6 separate regions of the Mus musculus genome follow, and all the other regions are linked to region 1. A link is a contact called in public HiChIP or PLAC-seq and promoter capture Hi-C data. All regions are on one chromosome and are shown on one strand. The core of a region is the stretch at or near the end of the contact, and the rest is flanking DNA. Distances in the headings are between cores, read along the strand shown.

Region 1 (2,544 bases), core at 18-2,517:
AGGTGGCGATAATATGGGGAAGAGACCTGGCGAGCCCGGGTTACAGCCTCCCCACTGGTGATAAGGGACGGAGAAGAATGAGTGGTTTGACTTTTGGGGAAACGTGGGTTGGGGAAGTCCAGGATAAGGCTTTGGGATGGATGTACGTGGATTAAGCAGAGGGGTCGCAGTTTGTCTGTTTCTTTACCTTCTGAGTCGGAAGGCGGCAGGGAGCCCGGGTCCATGAGCTTTCCCTGCGGGACCATCAGCGCTTCGCCCAAGCTCCCATTTCCGGGAGATTTCTGCTGGAAGGAGGGGGGAAGAATGCCCCCGAATCACCCTGAGGAGTCTAGCTTGGGGTTGGGGGTGGGGTCCCGGGGTGGCTCAGGGGCCAGGCGGTCCTGGACCCACTGAGACCCCCCGGGAGGGGGCTGCGGGGCGAGTAGGGGCGGGGTGCGGGGCGGGGGCGGGCGTGGAGGCCGGCGCGGCGCTCACGCTGCAGAAGGTGTAGGGCACTCGCTGGTCCAAGTATCCGCCTTTCATCCTCCGCTCCATCCGGCCGCTCCCTCCGGCCACAGGGCCGGGCCCCCGCGCGGAGGCAGAGACCTGGGAGGGGGGAGGCAGTTCGCACACGGTCCCGGGAGCGCTGCGGGGGGGAGGGGGCGATCGCGAGGCTTTGGATCGGACAGCGAAACTTCTCCGACTCGCTGGGACCTGCGCGGCCGAGCGCCTCCACCGCCACTCCTCTCCCGCCAAAGGAGGTCCCACCTGCTCCCTTGAGCTGGGGTTGGTGTGTCTGCTTTCTGCAGCCCTGCTCAGCCCGAACTGGGTTACATAAGACGTGTGTGTGCGTGTGTGTGTGCGCGCGTGTGTGAGTGTGTGTGTGTGTATGTGGGCGCGCGCGCGCGGCGCACACCATTCGCACGCCCATAACTCAGGCGCCCCCTCCAGCCTCGAATCCCGACGCCTCCCACCCCCGCCCCGGAATGTGCGGAAGCGGGCGCCGAACAGAGAGAGTGTGGTGTGTGGGAGATGAAGCGGGGAAATCACAGACACTCTCCCTTCCTTCCCCTTCCGCAGCTTCACCTGAGGTCCGGGCGTCTGTGCCGGAGCCGCGGGGGGATGCTCAGCATGCCCGGGGGATGACACAACTAAGGTGGCGGGGCTAGGCCGGAGCGAGGCGGCCTGAGCCCCGGGTCCCCAGAGCCCCGGCTTGTTTTCCGGGCGCAGCAGACAGTTGTGAGCCCGGGGGAGCAGCTGATTGGTGCATTTCCTTTGCCTTGGCCTCCGTTCTCGCTCTTCCCCCGCCCCTCCCCACCGGTTCCCTTTGTTTCATTGACTTTTGTGAATGAAACCCCAGGGCCGGGCACGCCCGCCAATCCTCAGACTCGGCTAGCTGAGCTTGAGGGAGGAGTTTCCCAGCCACGAAGACCAATCAGAAAGTAGGGGCTGGCTCCTGGCTTCATTCACTTTTTGGACTTCCATTCATAAAAAAATAAACTCCTTTCGGCTTTAGTTCATTCATAAAGAATTGAGAAAAAAAGACGGAAGCTGAAGACCCGGCAGCTTCTCCACGGGTTCCAACCTGGGTTTTGGGTCTAAGGACCCCTGAGCTCCTTCCGCTGGCGTTAGCTCACGCCTCTGTGCATCTATACTTACGTGGGAGTGTGAACACGTCTGTGTGCCCTGGGGGGAGGGGGAGGCAAACGGACTTGTGCGCCCAGAGGAACCATAATAACTAGCATTTATGAAGCGCTCTGCCTCCACGTGCTAATTTCCTTCCCATAACGTGGTGCTGCGGAGCGGTTTCCATTTTACTTTACAAATGAAAATGGAAGAAAGCTAAGAAAGACACCATGGCCTCCTCACCTGAGGTAACTCAGCTTGTCACTGAGGGGCATTAGCGTTTCAAAGCCACCAAGGTCTTCTGTGCAGCCCTCTGAGACCCCGAGCTACTTGAAAACAAATGGAGGCACAGTTGGTGCTCAGTAAATGTAAACTGGCTCAAACCGGCTTTCTCACGGGTCTGTGATCTGTAGAGTTGCTTATTCTGTGACCCGCTTTATCATTCATTCGAGGCTTTGCCAACAAGAGGCTCAAGGATGTCTCTCTCGCTGCCATCTTACTCCTTATGATAGGAAGCAGAAATCCCAAGTGACTTGGTGATCAAAAGACAGGATGGGTTCCAATTTTGTCCAAGAGGTTGATCTTAGTGTTTGTCATTCGAGCATCACTGCCTTCAGTAAATATCTGCTGTGTCAGACATGGTGCTGGGCGCCAAGCAAGTGTGAGAAAGACTACCTCCCTTGGGATCTGGGTTGCTTTAGATGCCGTCACAAGGACCCACAGGCCCACAGGGCTGCTTTCAAAGTTCATCTGTCTAACCAAACAGTACTTCTGAGAAAGAAAAGGTGCATGCAATCTCTTCCAGCCTGTAGGAGTCAGAGAAGGGACAAAAACCTTAACCCCCTGGCACCTGAACTGGGCTCTTTCTGCCACACAAACTCCTCCCCTTTACCTACCAAACTGTTCTTTAAAGTTTGAACCTGCTGCCGCTCTCCTCTA
Region 2 (2,544 bases), core at 23-2,522, 500 kb after region 1:
AATAAATAAAATGTAATACATTTCTTAAAGTGACCAAGACCATCAAAACACTGGGTTAATCTCATGGTGGTGCCCAGATGGGAAAGATCATCCACTACACTGGTTCTCTGTAAAGTTATTTTTGGTGCTACTTCACAACTGTAATTTTGCTACTCTTATGAATACTAATATAAAATCCGATATGCGACCTCTGAATGAGTCGTTAGACTCAAAGGTTGAGAAAGGCTGCTTGCTCTTCTACATAGTGAATCAACAATCAAACAAAACCAAAAAAAAAAAAAAAAAAAGGAAAAACTAATCCAGGGTGATAGACTTGGAGAGATGGTTCAATGGTTAAGAGCACTTGTTCTTCTTGCCAGAAGACCTGAGTTCTCTCCCCAGCACTCAAGACTGGCGATTTACAACCTCTTGTAACCCTAGCTCATGGAGATCCAATGCCCTCTTCTGGGCTCTGCAAGTACCCACACACGCGGCATACACATAGAAACAAGTAAAAGAAAAAAAATCCTTTCTTAAGAAGGCACTCTATTTGTTTTTTGTTTGTTTGTTTGTTTTTCGAGACAGGGTTTCTCTGTATAGCCCTGGCTGTCCTGGAACTCACTACTTGTAGACCCGGCTGGCCTCGAACTCAGAAATCAGCCTGCCTCTGCCTCCCAAGTGCTGGGATTAAATGCGTGTGCCACCACTGCCCGGCTGAGGGCACTGTATTTGTATCTCTTTAAAATGCCTTCCCGCTTCATTTATTAAAGCTATACGAGGTAGAAATCTTCAAGTACTTAAGACTTTAATTTGTATTCTTGCCCATCTCCTCGAGGAACAACTGTCTTAGAAGTCAAAAATAGCAGACTTTACCGCTCCCAACCTTGGAGCCTGGTGTGCATTGGCGAAGCAGTAATGAATCTCATTAGCTCTGGAGCTAGAGAACCAAACCGGAAGGAAAAACCAGGCGGGAAAGAAGGAAACCTAGCGGCGGGTGGACCAGGAGAGCTTGCCAGGGCAATCGTCTAAGCATGAAACCACGCCCCCCACAAACACCTTCCCCCGCCTCTTCTCTTTTGGCCCCGCCTCCGACCTCCAGGAGGTCCGAGGCCACGCCTAATGGGCGTGGTCTTACTGCCGGAGGTCCGAAATCCCGCCAACAATGACTCCTCCCCTTCTGCCGCGGCGCAACCTGGCCCTTTTATTTAAAGATTACGTTTACGTCAGTCCGCCTTACGTAGCTTTGCGTCATCAGTACAAGGCGGGGAGGCGGGACTTCCTGTCCTGGATGTTAACAGCTTCCGAGAAAAGCCGGAAGAGATCGGACCCTGGACAGAATCCTGAGTTGCCAGCCCCTCCCCTGACCCCTACGGAAAGAGAACTACAAAGACTGTCCTGGCGAAGTCAAAACATTTATCCTGGCTTTGTCAGGTGAGGCTTTCCTTCCCCATCGAGGCACAGTAACCATCCAAACCCCCTTTAATCTCCCATGACTCCTCGCGTCCTCAAGCTCCGCCCCCTCTCCTCTGCCCCGCCCCGAAGTTTGAGGGGTGTGGATGGTTTGTGACCCCCCTACCTCCCGACCCTCGCTTCTTCACCTGACCCTAAACCATCACTGTCCCGGAGAGTCGGGCTTGGGCACTGCGACCGAAACCCGGAAGCTCCTCGGCTCGGGGGTGGGGTGGGGGGTGCTGATGGACTCCACTGCCAAGGGAATAGGACCTTTCAGACGCAGAACCTTCACCCCAGAAAAAAGCACGGTCGGGGACGACTCCCCACAGTGCGGTCAGGATCGTCCACAGGCTGAGGAGAAAGCCGAGGCCTTGGTCAGACAGATGCAGGTCCCCTATCTGGCCCCTGCCCGCGGCAGTTCCTTGTGTCCTCCGCTTCCATCTGTCTTTGCCACAGTTTCCTTTTGTGTACATCACGGTTCCTGACACTAACCTGACCAACAGGGGTTAGTTATGGGAGTGAGACGTAATTGCTATCATTTGTTTATTGAACAGTGTTAATTATTTTTGCTTCGATGATTTCACGTCTTCTTCAAAACAACCTTATGAGGTAGGTAACCATTTTAAACCCCACTTTACTGTTGAGAAAGCTGAGGCTTTGAGAACGTTGCTGGACATTGCATAGCTAGAAGAGGGGCTAGACAGTGACCCAGAATCGCTTCCCTGACTCCAGGGCCAATCTGTGTAAATAAGGCTGTGGAAACGCTTCTGAGAGTGTTGGTGTGTTCTACAAATATTCCTTGAGCAGCTACTGTGACATTGCATTAAGAGCTTCAAACAAAGAGAACTACCCTCGGTTCTTATCTTCCAGGAGTCAATGAAGAAATGGACAGGTTATGAGTGTAATGATGTTTTGTGGGTGCTGTGAGAGTAGTCTGATGATGATAATCACCAGATGGATTTGCCCAGAGACAGCTGTGAACGTAGATTCTCCAAGGAAAAGAGACGGTACTCCGAGGAATATGCAGAGAGCCTCCAATGCTTTCTCAGAAGCCGCAGAGAGGGAAAACCTTCATAGCACAAGACAGATTGAAAGAAGGATAGTGGGAACCGT
Region 3 (2,544 bases), core at 17-2,516, 400 kb after region 1:
AAGGTATTGGGAGTTTGAGGCCAGCCTGGGCCAGATCTACCTCAAAAATAAATAAACTAGAGCTTAATCCCAGCAGAGGGAGAGGGGCAGGTGGATCTCTGAACTTAATTAAGTCCCGCCTGGTCTCCATAGTGACAGGACAGCCAGGGATATGTCTAAACAAACAAACAAACAAAAAACATCTGTGTGAAATTTTGGCTTCTTGAAGCAATTAAAAAACACTTTCTTTATTTCATATCTTCATTTTCAACCACCCTTCAGACTTCAAGAACAAAGTTGCTTGAGACACTAAGAAATCCAAGGGTGTGGTCTCATGCCCTTGGGAGTCTCAGCACTTGGGAGACAGAGGCAGGCTGATCTCTGGATATGAGAGCTAGGCCTGGTCTATAAAGTGAGTTCCAAGATTGCCAGAGGTACACATAGAAACCATGTCTTGAAAAACAAAACAAAACTAACCAAACAAAAAGCCGGGCATGGGGCATGGTAGTGCATGCTTTTAGCCTTAAATTCCAGCACTCCGGAGGCAAAGGCAGGAGGATCTCTTGAGTTTAAGAGCAATCCCTGTCTAGAAACACTCCCCACTCCCACCTCGCCACGGACGTGCAAAGAAAGGAGGGAAAAAGAAATCAAAGAAGTATATCAACAGGCTCCTTCCTTTGCTCTAAGCAGATCTCCCCTAGGACTGTGTCCCTCCTAATAATGCAAAAACTGTAGGCGTGTGCCCTTCCTCTTTTCATGGAAATACTATCTCTTTCTTGATTTAGCTGCCCAATAAGAATTTTAAATGGCAGGAGGGTGGTAGGGGTGAGAGCAAGGCAAGTTTCTCGCACATAACATACACACACATGTTAAGCTCTGGATTCTTGAAGGAAGACGTGGATGAAATAGAATGGGAGAATCCTGAGCTAGAGACAGGTAGATGTCAACTAAGACTGTGTGCAACTGGAGGTCGGGCTTTGACTCCCTTCTCTCCAAATGGTCCAGATTTGAGAAAAATGGGTAGTGATGTTGGAAAACAGAGATCAGATCCAGAAGAAACCCTCGCCCTGGAGATTAGACATCGACTTCGCAGCAGCAGAACAAGGAACCGGGACACAGAGCTGGTTCCCAGGTTCATCGGTCCCCTGACCCGGAACAGCAGCGGGTTTCTGCACTACGCTGGCAGCCCACGTGCTAGCAACAGCGGCCACGTGGGGCCTTGAGGAAACGCCTTCGCAAAGGTTTGTCCCCTCCGCTGTCCAGTAGAGAGGAAGGCCGAGGAAGAAAGCCGGAGGAAACAGTACCAGCTACGGCTCCAACTCGCGCGTGTCAGGGACTGCGGGGGCGGGGCGGGGCGGGGGTGGGGCTTGGTTTAGACCCCCGGCGGGTAGGGCGGGGCCGGGGGCTAGAAAGGGTGGGCTCTAGAGGGCCAGCAGGTAGCCGCTTCATTTCTGCTAAGGTTCCTCGACTTGCACCCTACAACGGGCTCCAGGCTAGAGGACTCCTGATTCACCATGGAGTCCACGCTGAGCGCGGGCATCATAATGGCTGAAGCACTACAGAACCGGCTTCCCGGGCTAGAGAATATGTGGCTCTGGGTCACCTTTCTGGGCGATCCTAAGAATCTTTTTCAGTTCTGCTTCCCCGCGGCCTACTACGCCTCCCGCCGCCTGGGCATCTCCGTGCTCTGGATCACCTTCATTGCTGAGTGGCTCAACCTTGTCTTCAAGTGGTGAGACAGAGAGAAGCCTTCGGGCATCCTGGTCCCCTTATCCCTTTGGGGCCCTGATCTCCCTCAAGTAGTTACCTCAAAGGCAAACACTTTTCTACCTATTCTTATCCCCTTAGGCCCTAGTCTTCACCTCAGATCTCACAGTTCACCCATCCTCAACTATCCGGATCAGAGAAACGACTTAAGGGGCGTGTTCAACTGCAAATACAGTCTCCGCCTCAGACCTACTGATTTCGTAACTCCAAATTTAGTTGTAGTTGGAAATCTGCGTTTTAGCAGTTATTACTAGAAATGTAGGTAGCCGAAAATCTTCTTTCTTAGCTGAACATCTTATTCATCTATCCATTTGTTTGACATTAAACTAGGCACCAGTTTCATTAAGATGTGGTCCCTGGTTTAAGCTCAAAAGCAGAGTCAATGCTTGAAGACTTACTAGAAATACAGACTCTAAAGCTCCAGGCCAGATCTGCACTTTAACAAGCCCCCCACCCCCACCCCCGATTATAATGTGCCCAATGAAATTTAGAAGCCACTCAATGCCAGTCACTAAAGGGAATCCTTACCCTACCTGCAAGGAACACTTTTCTTCTCTCCCCAGTACTTAGTCTAGCTTTCTCATTCTAAGAAGCCAGTGGCCCCACACTGCTGGGCCTCCTGCAGCCCTTGGGGTTTATCTGGGCCACCGTGTTTGTTTGCTTGTTTGTTTTTCTGTCTTTTCGGAGTACAGAAGGGAGTTACTCAACACTGCTGTTGCCCAGGCTCCCCAGCCTTGAAGGAGGAAGCAAGGATCATAAAGAGACATAGAATAAGCTAACATGACAAGCTGGAAAGCA
Region 4 (2,544 bases), core at 26-2,525, 340 kb before region 1:
ATCTGTAACAAGATCTGACTCCCTCTTCTGGTGTGTCTGAAGACAGCTACAGTGTACTTACATAAAATAATAAATAAATCTTTAAAAAAAAAAAAAATGAACTGAAAAATATTGAAGTAATAATAAATAGGGGCTGGAGAGATGATGGTACTTAGAGCAGTTTCTGCTCTTGCAGAAGATCTGCAGAGAACCCAGGCTCAATTCCCAGCACCCACACAGTGACTCACAATCATCTGTAAAACCAGTTCCAGGGCATCCAACATTTTCCTCTGACCTCCTTGGAGAATAGACACTCATCTTGGTGCATATACATACATGCAGGCAAAAAAGCAAAATACTCATACAAAAAAATAAAAATAAATCTATCGAGGCCAGCCTGGTCTACAGAGTGAGTTCCAGGACAGCCAGGGCTACACAAAGAAACCCTGTCTCAAAAAAAAAACCAAACCAAACAAAACAAAACAAAATCTAAATCTCAACATATATGTGTGTATATATATATATATATATATATATATATATATATATACAAATATATAATATATATTTTAATTTAAAAATATATTTTAAAAGCTAGGAGTACCACATGCTTATTGTAGTCAATATCTGACATCATCGGGTTGAATGTTGGAGATAAGGATACTGTCTGATCTTTTCCATTTTTCATTTTTCATCTAACTGTGCGCGAGGAGGTCATTTTGTTTCTTTTTTTTTTTTTTTTTTTTTTTTTGGTTTTTCGAGACAGGGTTTCTCTTTATAGCCCTGGCTGTCCTGGAACTCACTTTGTAGACCTGGCTGGCCTCGAACTCAGAAATCCGCCTGCCTCTGCCTCCCAAGTGCTGGGATTAAAGGCGTGCGCCACCACGCCCGGCTGTCATTTTGTTTCTTATGGATAATAATTTTAAATTATTTAAATTAAAATAAATTGTAATTTATTTACCTATGGAAGACAGAGTCTATGTAACCTACGTTGGACTAGAACTGGAACTCTTGTCTCAGCCCCTCAAACGATGGGATTACAGGTTTATGCAGCACACACACACACAAACACACCCCCGCCCACCACTGACACACACACACACACCCACACCCCCCCACACACACACCCCCGCAAAGCCCGGTCTTACAAAGCAAAACTGTGAATTTCAGACTCTGTCCTCCTCCTAGTGGCAGAGTAGGGGACTACAGCAATGAAGGGGACAGAACAGAGCTCACATTCAGGTGTCATCCTCGCTCCTCCCTCCACACGCCGGAACCGGAACGCTCTGTTCCTGTCTGCTGCTCGTGCTGCTAATAAAGCTTGGTTCAAAAACGCAGTGCCCGACCCTCCCTGACGAGCTCCTTCCGCCAACAACTTTGACCACCAACCGTGGGGCATGGCTGGGCCTGGGAGGCGGGACAGGAAGTGAAGCCACCTCTCCGTAAGGTGAAAGGTTAGCGGAAGTGCCCTCCTTTCCTTTCTGCTGGGTGCCGGCTGCCTGCTGTCGGTGAGTAAAGGCCTGGAGAGGGTCTTGCAATCCGCCGCCATCGCGGTCCCGGGGTCGGGTTGCTGGGCTCATTCGGACTCTGAGCCTCTGGCGGCTTCACGGGGAGTCGCATCCCTCGAGCAGGACCTCCGGGCCGCGTGGCGGAGTCGGCAGCGGGTGATCTAAAGTCGCGGGCCTACGACCGGGGCTCGCAGGTAGACGTCGGCTCCGGGGCCTTCCGCTTTACACACTTGTGAGCGGCTCCTTCCTTGTCTTTGTCTCTGCAGAGATGGGCAAGTTCATGAAACCCGGGAAAGTGGTGCTGGTCCTGGCCGGACGCTACTCCGGACGCAAAGCCGTCATCGTGAAGGTACCAGACCCCCGGGGCTCTTGAGACTGCTTGCATGTGCGGATTTCGGCTGCTGGATAAGATGAGCCGGATGGGAATTTAAGATCTGTCCTAACAATAGGCACTGGCGAATGCATAATGGGTAGTAATGGTGGCCACTGTGTATTGTACATATTACAGCTGTGGTGTATAGTTCTTGCAGTAACTTAATTTCCGGCACTAAGGTTTCGAGGTGTTAAGTTACTTAAGGTCAAAGTAATGGGTGCTGCAGGCAGCTGAGAGGATGTAGGATGGGAGACACTACTTACACTTAGAGAGCATCCCCTGGGTGTGTTTGAGCGTTTTGCTACTTGCCTCTTACCAGTTTTATAAACCCTTGTGGTCCTAGCCACAAGACCACTGGCCTCTCCAGCTTCCTGCTCCTGTCATTTAGCTAGAACCGGTTAGTTAGGCTGCCCGCTTTGCAGTCTGGGCTTTAACCTTAACTAGCTTCATGGGGGAAGGTGTTAGGGGTCACTTTGAGTGTTAGCCTTGATGGACTTCTAAATCTCCTTGTGACAGGAGTCAACACTGGCTAACTCAGAGTTACTGTCCTGTTGACTCTTAGCATTAAAGGAGTAATCTAGAGATGTGGAGGGTGTATTCAGTAAACATAGTTTTACTAAGATGGGGCCGAAGCAGTAACGTGACTTTTCTTTTTCCCTTTTCTCGTCTAGAACATTGACGATG
Region 5 (2,544 bases), core at 31-2,530, 320 kb after region 1:
AGGCTGCAAGTCCATTGGGCAGAGCTCCCTGTAATGAAAGAAGGGAATCATGAGGAAGGACAGTCCTTGTACCCCAAGACCTTGTTTTCCCTTACTCCGCCTCCTCTGGATCCCCCCCTTTCCACACCTGCCTTCAGCTCCAGGGCGCAGAGCAGGGAATCAAGCCAACTGGGGGGCTGGTGCAGGGGGAGAGCTGCACTCCAGGAAGTCCACCTGTGTTCTCCTCCTCGGCTCTCTTCCCATACCTGGGAAGGAAGACAGCTGGGATAAGTATAGTTCTCACTGTCAGTCACCTGCTTTGTATCCCCCACGTAGACGCTTTCCTGCCCACGGCCCATGGATCCAAGCCACTCAGAAGTATTTTTTTCTCAGAGCAGGCATTGAAGAGACTAGGGTTAAAGAGCTCTCTCTCTCTCTCTCTCTCTCTCTCTCTCTCACACACACACACACACACACACACACACACACACACACCACCCTACCTAGGCCTGGTCAGTGTGTTGATGTATCTGCGGAGCTGAGTTTCATATTGTGCCATCTGCTCAGGTGTCGCATAGTCGCCTGGGTACATTGGCTCCAGGGGGGCTCCCCAGGTCCCCTGCAGGGGCTGCAGCAGCAGAGCCACCCAAGTGGATACGAGAAACAGGGAGAGGCAGCAGTATGCGACGGCCATCTAATGAACAAGGAATCGTGGAAGCAGAACACAGCCCATCAGCAGATCCTCCTGTGTCCAAGACCTACCTGCCCAGCCACCACCTACCACACATTTCTTCAAGCCAAGCCTGGGGACAAGGGCAGACCCAGGAGCCACCAGCATCAACCACCTTCCTTCCCTAGAAAACAGGACACCTCCACATACACACCCCTCAAGCCAGCAGCCAGAGTACCCAAGCCTTGGCAACATAAAAAAACAGCAGAAGAACTAGGTATGAAGGCTGGATACACAGGACTTAGGACACTGATGGCTCTGAGGAGGCAGGAGTAGCCAGAGCTGGTGGGAACCACAGGGTGGGGGACACAGAATTAACTTGTAAAGCAAAGGGACAGAAGTCTATGACACGGTGGGTCCTGCTTTCCACTGACAGGTTTGTCCAGATGCAGAGAAAGACCCAAGGAGGACTTTAGGTCCCTTGAGGGATCCAGCCCTACGAAGCACCAATTCCGACCCTCCATCACCAGCCTCAACCCAAGGAGTCCCCAGAGGCAGGACAGAGTGAGCTCACTTACCCTGTGTGCTGAGCTAGTGAGTGTTGGGCCCAGACACCTACCTCCTGCTGGACTGTCTCCCTGTTCATGGCTGTGCCCCTTTATAGTCCTCAGCACCCCCAGAGTCCCCGCCTCCTGTCAGCCTTTCTTGCTGCCAGCCTTTAACCACCACCACCCCCCTTTTGCTCTCTGCCTGGTTTCTGAAACACGGGCACTGTGGCCAGAAACAGGAAAGCACCAGGTCAGCATTCTAGATGTCGGAGGAGCACAGAAGAAAAAACTGGACCATGACAAGGTCTCATGGGGGTCCGTATCCAGCTTTGGACACCAGAAGAGGTTTGATTCATAAATGACAGGATCCTGACATGGTAACCCAAAGGTTCTAGCCACTAGCCTCAGCATGGCCTCCCCAGAGACAACCCCAGTCGCCAATAGGCTTTCCTTGGGGTCTGGATAGAAGCTGAAGCTAGGCTTTACCCCTACCATGAGGGATGGAATTCGGGCCTTCAATCCAGCTAGATCAAGGAAGGGACAGAGATGTCTCACATCCTAAAGCCACTTGGAAGGGAGTGGAGAAAGCCATTTGATGCGTGTATCGAATGCCAGCTTAGGTCCTGTGGGCCAGGGTTCAGAGGCCACAGGGTTCGTGGGGAAGGGACAGTTCCTGGCAGCTGTTTCCTTTCCCAGCACAGAGCTCTGTCCCAGGGGAGTGCTAAAAACCAGCATCACTTATAAGCTTCAAGTTGCCCCCCAAAAAATGCCATGCTGTCGTCCCACTGAACCCCTACAAGGGAACCTATTTAACAGACAAAAAGTGGGGAGACTACCAGAGGAGGGAACGCTTGTCCAAGACTCAGGGTCAGCCTTCACTTCCTCCCCTGAGAGATTCTTCTGGTGCCACTGCGTGACAGGAGAAGCCACTTGTCCCTTTCATGTTCAGTGTCCTTTTCCCAGACAGACCTCCACCCTGCTCAAGCCAAGAGCAGTCACTGGCTCTGTTTATTTTGACCCCTGTGAAGGGAGCAAGGGCCTCTCTCTCTCCCGATGTTCTGCTCTCAGGACAGAACAAGAATCATCACCGCGGGCTCTGGGAACGCAGGAAGTGAGAGGGGAGAAGGTGACAGCAGGCATCTGTCCTGATAAGGTTAGAGGTCAGATAGGCCTAGCTCCAATTGAAGTCCGCGTCACTGCCCTCCTGTTGGGAGCATGATCCAATTAGAGCTCCTAGGGTTCGATTTCTTACTCTGTAAGGTGGGCTCATTGCATCCATCCCCAGACTTGAAGAATCAAAGAGCCTTTTCCTCTCGGCTCTCATTTAAGGTAGCAAGAAGAGCACCA
Region 6 (2,544 bases), core at 24-2,523, 260 kb after region 1:
AAGCAATAAGCAAGTCTGCAAAGGGGAAACAAGCCACTGATTAACTTTTGCAAGTGTCCAGCAAGACAAAGCGCTCGGTTCAGGGGACCCGCCTTTCAAAGCAGCTGACCCAAAGCTCCCGCAGAGCTCAGCTCAGCCCTGCTGAAGCCGCCGCCCTGTGGCCAATGACGGTACTGCATCCCAGACAATGGGATGCTGATCAGAAGGGCTATATAATTGGTCTTTAAATTTTTTACCCTTCACACTTCAGCAGTGTGAAGAGAAGAAGCTTACAGATCTCCCACACCCCAAAATAATGGCTCATATGCATATGAAACAAGTTCACGTGTTTAAAATAAAGAAGGGCCGACAAGATGGCCTTTACAAGCCTGATATTCTCAGCTGGATTCCTGGACTCTATGAAAATGTTGAAGGTGGACTCTATAAAGTTGCTTTCTGAAAATATAATTTTAAATTTTTAATAAACTAAAAATAGAGTGTTGGAGAGGTGGCTCAGCGGTTAAGAACACAGGTTGTTTTTCCAGGACCCTGGTTCTATTCCCAGCACTCGCATGGTGGCTCATAGCCATCTGTAACTTCAGCCTCAGGAGATCCAGTGCCCTCTTCTGGCCTCTGTGAGAACTGCGTACACAGGGTGCACAGACACGCAGGCAAACCATCCATGCACATGAAAAATAAATACAATGAAAATAATAAGCTTAAATTAAGATGCTAAAAATAGGGATATAGTTTAAAATATATTATCAGTGATTTACTAATTAACAAATAAGCTTCCATATTTAGTACTTTAATACTCAGATCCAGGGGCAGGTCAAAAAACTAATAATTTCCCAAATAGTGAAGTATTTGGGGATATCAGCAATGACTGGTTGTTCCAGGGTTTGTGATTCTTATAGTAGCAGTGTCAAGTTATGCACACCTCTGAGAATTATTTATTTATTTATTTATTTATTTTGAGACAGGGTTTCTCCGTATAGCCTGGAACTCACTCTGAAGACCAGGCTGGCCTCGAACTCAGAAATCCACCTGCCTCTGCCTCCTAAGCTCTGGGATTAAAGGCATGTGCAAAAGGAAAAACAATATATCAGAGGTTCCCAAAGGCCATGATGAATTACACAGGCAAATCACAGATTAAGGCTAAGTAGGGGCTGGAGATTGGGTGGGTCTGCAACCTGTGGTAACTGGCACTGGGTAGAAGGGGGAAAAGAGTAAAGGAAAAAGCAGAAGGCCCTCCAAGGCGGAGCTGAGCTCGATGGCCCGCCCCCCACCCCTCCCTTCCTGGCTCCAGCCCGGCAGAAGCTAAAGCTCAGAAGAGCTCCCAATTGCAGGCAACTGCAGTGTCCAGCACCCACCATGAGGCCTCTGGTCCTGCTATGGGGCTGCCTGGTGCTCCCAGGTGAGAGGGGTCAGAGGTGGCTGGGATGGAGGGGCTTACAGATGCAGGCCTGAGCACGCTCTTGTGGTCTGTGGTTATGCCTTCCCTCCACACCATGAGGAGGTGGGGTGGGGTGGGGTGGAATACATCCCTATTTCACAACCCATCTGCAGCCCAGCAGCCCTGAGCTCAGCACTTGCTGCTCTTGCACCTTGAGCCCAGGGTCTTTCTCCCTTGGGTTCCCTGGCTCTGCAGAACCTCTCTGACCACAGGGCAGCAAGCATACATCCACTTACCCTGTTAGCTCAGCTAACTTGGTTGAATACCTACTAAGTTTGCTTTTTCTTTCTTTGCTTTCATTTTTTTCTTGCTTTACTTTTTAATTTTATTATTGTTAGTATGTGTGTGTCTGTGTATGTGTGTGTGTGAGAAAGAGAGTATGTGTGGTATATGCATGTATATAATATATATGTATACACACATACATACATACGCATATACACATATACATACACACACATATACATACATATACATATTTATAAAATGTGCGTTCATTGCAAGAGGGCAAAGGGCTGGACAGTAAGTAACCACACTGTCACCCACAGGGAGCAAAGCTTTCTTTACTTTTGTAATTTTTTTATCCTTTCTTTCTCCTTGGCAATGCTTGGGGGAGGGGTGGAACCCAGGCCCCGGAGCATGCTAAATGAGTGCTTTGCCACTAAGCTATATCCCTAGCCTTCTCTCCATTTTATGCTTCAGACAGACTGGCCTTGAACTTGCTCTGATTCCAAGTAACTGAATCAAGAGCACCCCCCCCCCAGGCTGGGTTCATCAGGACACATCTTATAACTAACATCGCATCTTGTAACTGACAGACATCACATCTTGTAACTGACATCAGTTGCTCAGTTGGCCATGTTTGCTTGGTTTTCCCTTAAAAATATATAACATTAACTCACACTGTTTTTAAGGGTTTTGTTACATGTGTTTATCATGTGTGTGTGTGTGCATATATGAGCACACATTAGTCCATGAATGCTGTAGTACATGTGAGGAAGGTCCGTGTACAACGTTTGGGAATCTATTCTCTCCTTCCTGAGGATCGAACTCAGGTTGTCAGGCTTAGCCGCAAGCTCCTCTACCCCTCGAGCCATCTGGCCAGCCTG

The links. Promoter capture Hi-C pulls out the DNA fragments that hold promoters and counts their contacts. HiChIP or PLAC-seq counts read pairs in DNA pulled down with a chosen protein or histone mark. Capture Hi-C pulls out chosen DNA fragments and counts their contacts.
Region 2: a contact with region 1 is called in an HNF4G HiChIP or PLAC-seq map of pancreatic cancer cells. The contact joins the promoter of Tmub2 here to the promoter of Etv4 in region 1. A contact is called at or near these places in 1 of 115 datasets of contacts at active chromatin or transcription factors (pancreatic cancer cells) and 1 of 9 other capture datasets (pancreatic islet).
Region 3: a contact with region 1 is called in a promoter capture Hi-C map of adipose tissue. The contact joins the promoter of G6pc3 here to the promoter of Etv4 in region 1. A contact is called at or near these places in 1 of 484 Hi-C or Micro-C datasets (embryonic stem cells), 2 of 115 datasets of contacts at active chromatin or transcription factors (differentiating embryonic stem cells and extraembryonic endoderm stem cells) and 1 of 9 other capture datasets (adipose tissue).
Region 4: an HNF4G HiChIP or PLAC-seq map of pancreatic cancer cells shows a contact between it and region 1. The contact joins the promoter of Rpl27 here to the promoter of Etv4 in region 1.
Region 5: a contact with region 1 is called in an H3K4me3 HiChIP or PLAC-seq map of forebrain, with 2.6 times the contacts expected there. The contact joins the promoter of Ppy here to the promoter of Etv4 in region 1. A contact is called at or near these places in 1 of 39 promoter capture datasets (neural stem cells), 3 of 115 datasets of contacts at active chromatin or transcription factors (embryonic midbrain, forebrain and pancreatic cancer cells) and 2 of 9 other capture datasets (liver and pancreatic islet).
Region 6: a contact with region 1 is called in a promoter capture Hi-C map of embryonic stem cells, with 2.1 times the contacts expected there. The contact joins the promoter of Cd300lg here to the promoter of Etv4 in region 1. A contact is called at or near these places in 1 of 39 promoter capture datasets (embryonic stem cells), 3 of 484 Hi-C or Micro-C datasets (cortical neurons, embryonic stem cells and forebrain), 1 of 115 datasets of contacts at active chromatin or transcription factors (embryonic stem cells) and 3 of 9 other capture datasets (adipose tissue, macrophages and pancreatic islet).

The regions. Positions count from the first base shown.
Region 1 is chr11:101,784,043-101,786,586 of GRCm38.p6, forward strand. It overlaps Etv4 (ets variant 4), which reads right to left and starts at 1,268. Exons shown (of 13, transcript NM_001316365.1): 1 at 1,066-1,268; 2 at 475-585; 3 at 188-281. The coding sequence starts at 534. It overlaps Gm39392 (a long non-coding RNA gene), which reads left to right and starts at 1,279. Exons shown (of 3, transcript XR_880221.3): 1 at 1,279-2,544.
Region 2 is chr11:102,283,679-102,286,222 of GRCm38.p6, forward strand. Tmub2 (transmembrane and ubiquitin-like domain containing 2) reads left to right here and starts at 1,273. Exons shown (of 4, transcript NM_028076.4): 1 at 1,273-1,410; 2 at 1,986-2,040. The coding sequence starts at 2,006.
Region 3 is chr11:102,188,433-102,190,976 of GRCm38.p6, forward strand. G6pc3 (glucose 6 phosphatase, catalytic, 3) reads left to right here and starts at 1,267. Exons shown (of 6, transcript NM_175935.3): 1 at 1,267-1,711. The coding sequence starts at 1,494.
Region 4 is chr11:101,440,970-101,443,513 of GRCm38.p6, forward strand. It overlaps Rpl27 (ribosomal protein L27), which reads left to right and starts at 1,276. Exons shown (of 5, transcript NM_011289.3): 1 at 1,276-1,487; 2 at 1,754-1,836; 3 at 2,532-2,544. The coding sequence starts at 1,756.
Region 5 is chr11:102,100,039-102,102,582 of GRCm38.p6, forward strand. It overlaps Ppy (pancreatic polypeptide), which reads right to left and starts at 1,281. Exons shown (of 4, transcript NM_008918.2): 1 at 1,228-1,281; 2 at 483-673; 3 at 128-245; 4 at 1-28. The coding sequence starts at 673. The coding sequence ends at 134.
Region 6 is chr11:102,040,238-102,042,781 of GRCm38.p6, forward strand. It overlaps Cd300lg (CD300 molecule like family member G), which reads left to right and starts at 1,274. Exons shown (of 7, transcript NM_027987.3): 1 at 1,274-1,396. The coding sequence starts at 1,354.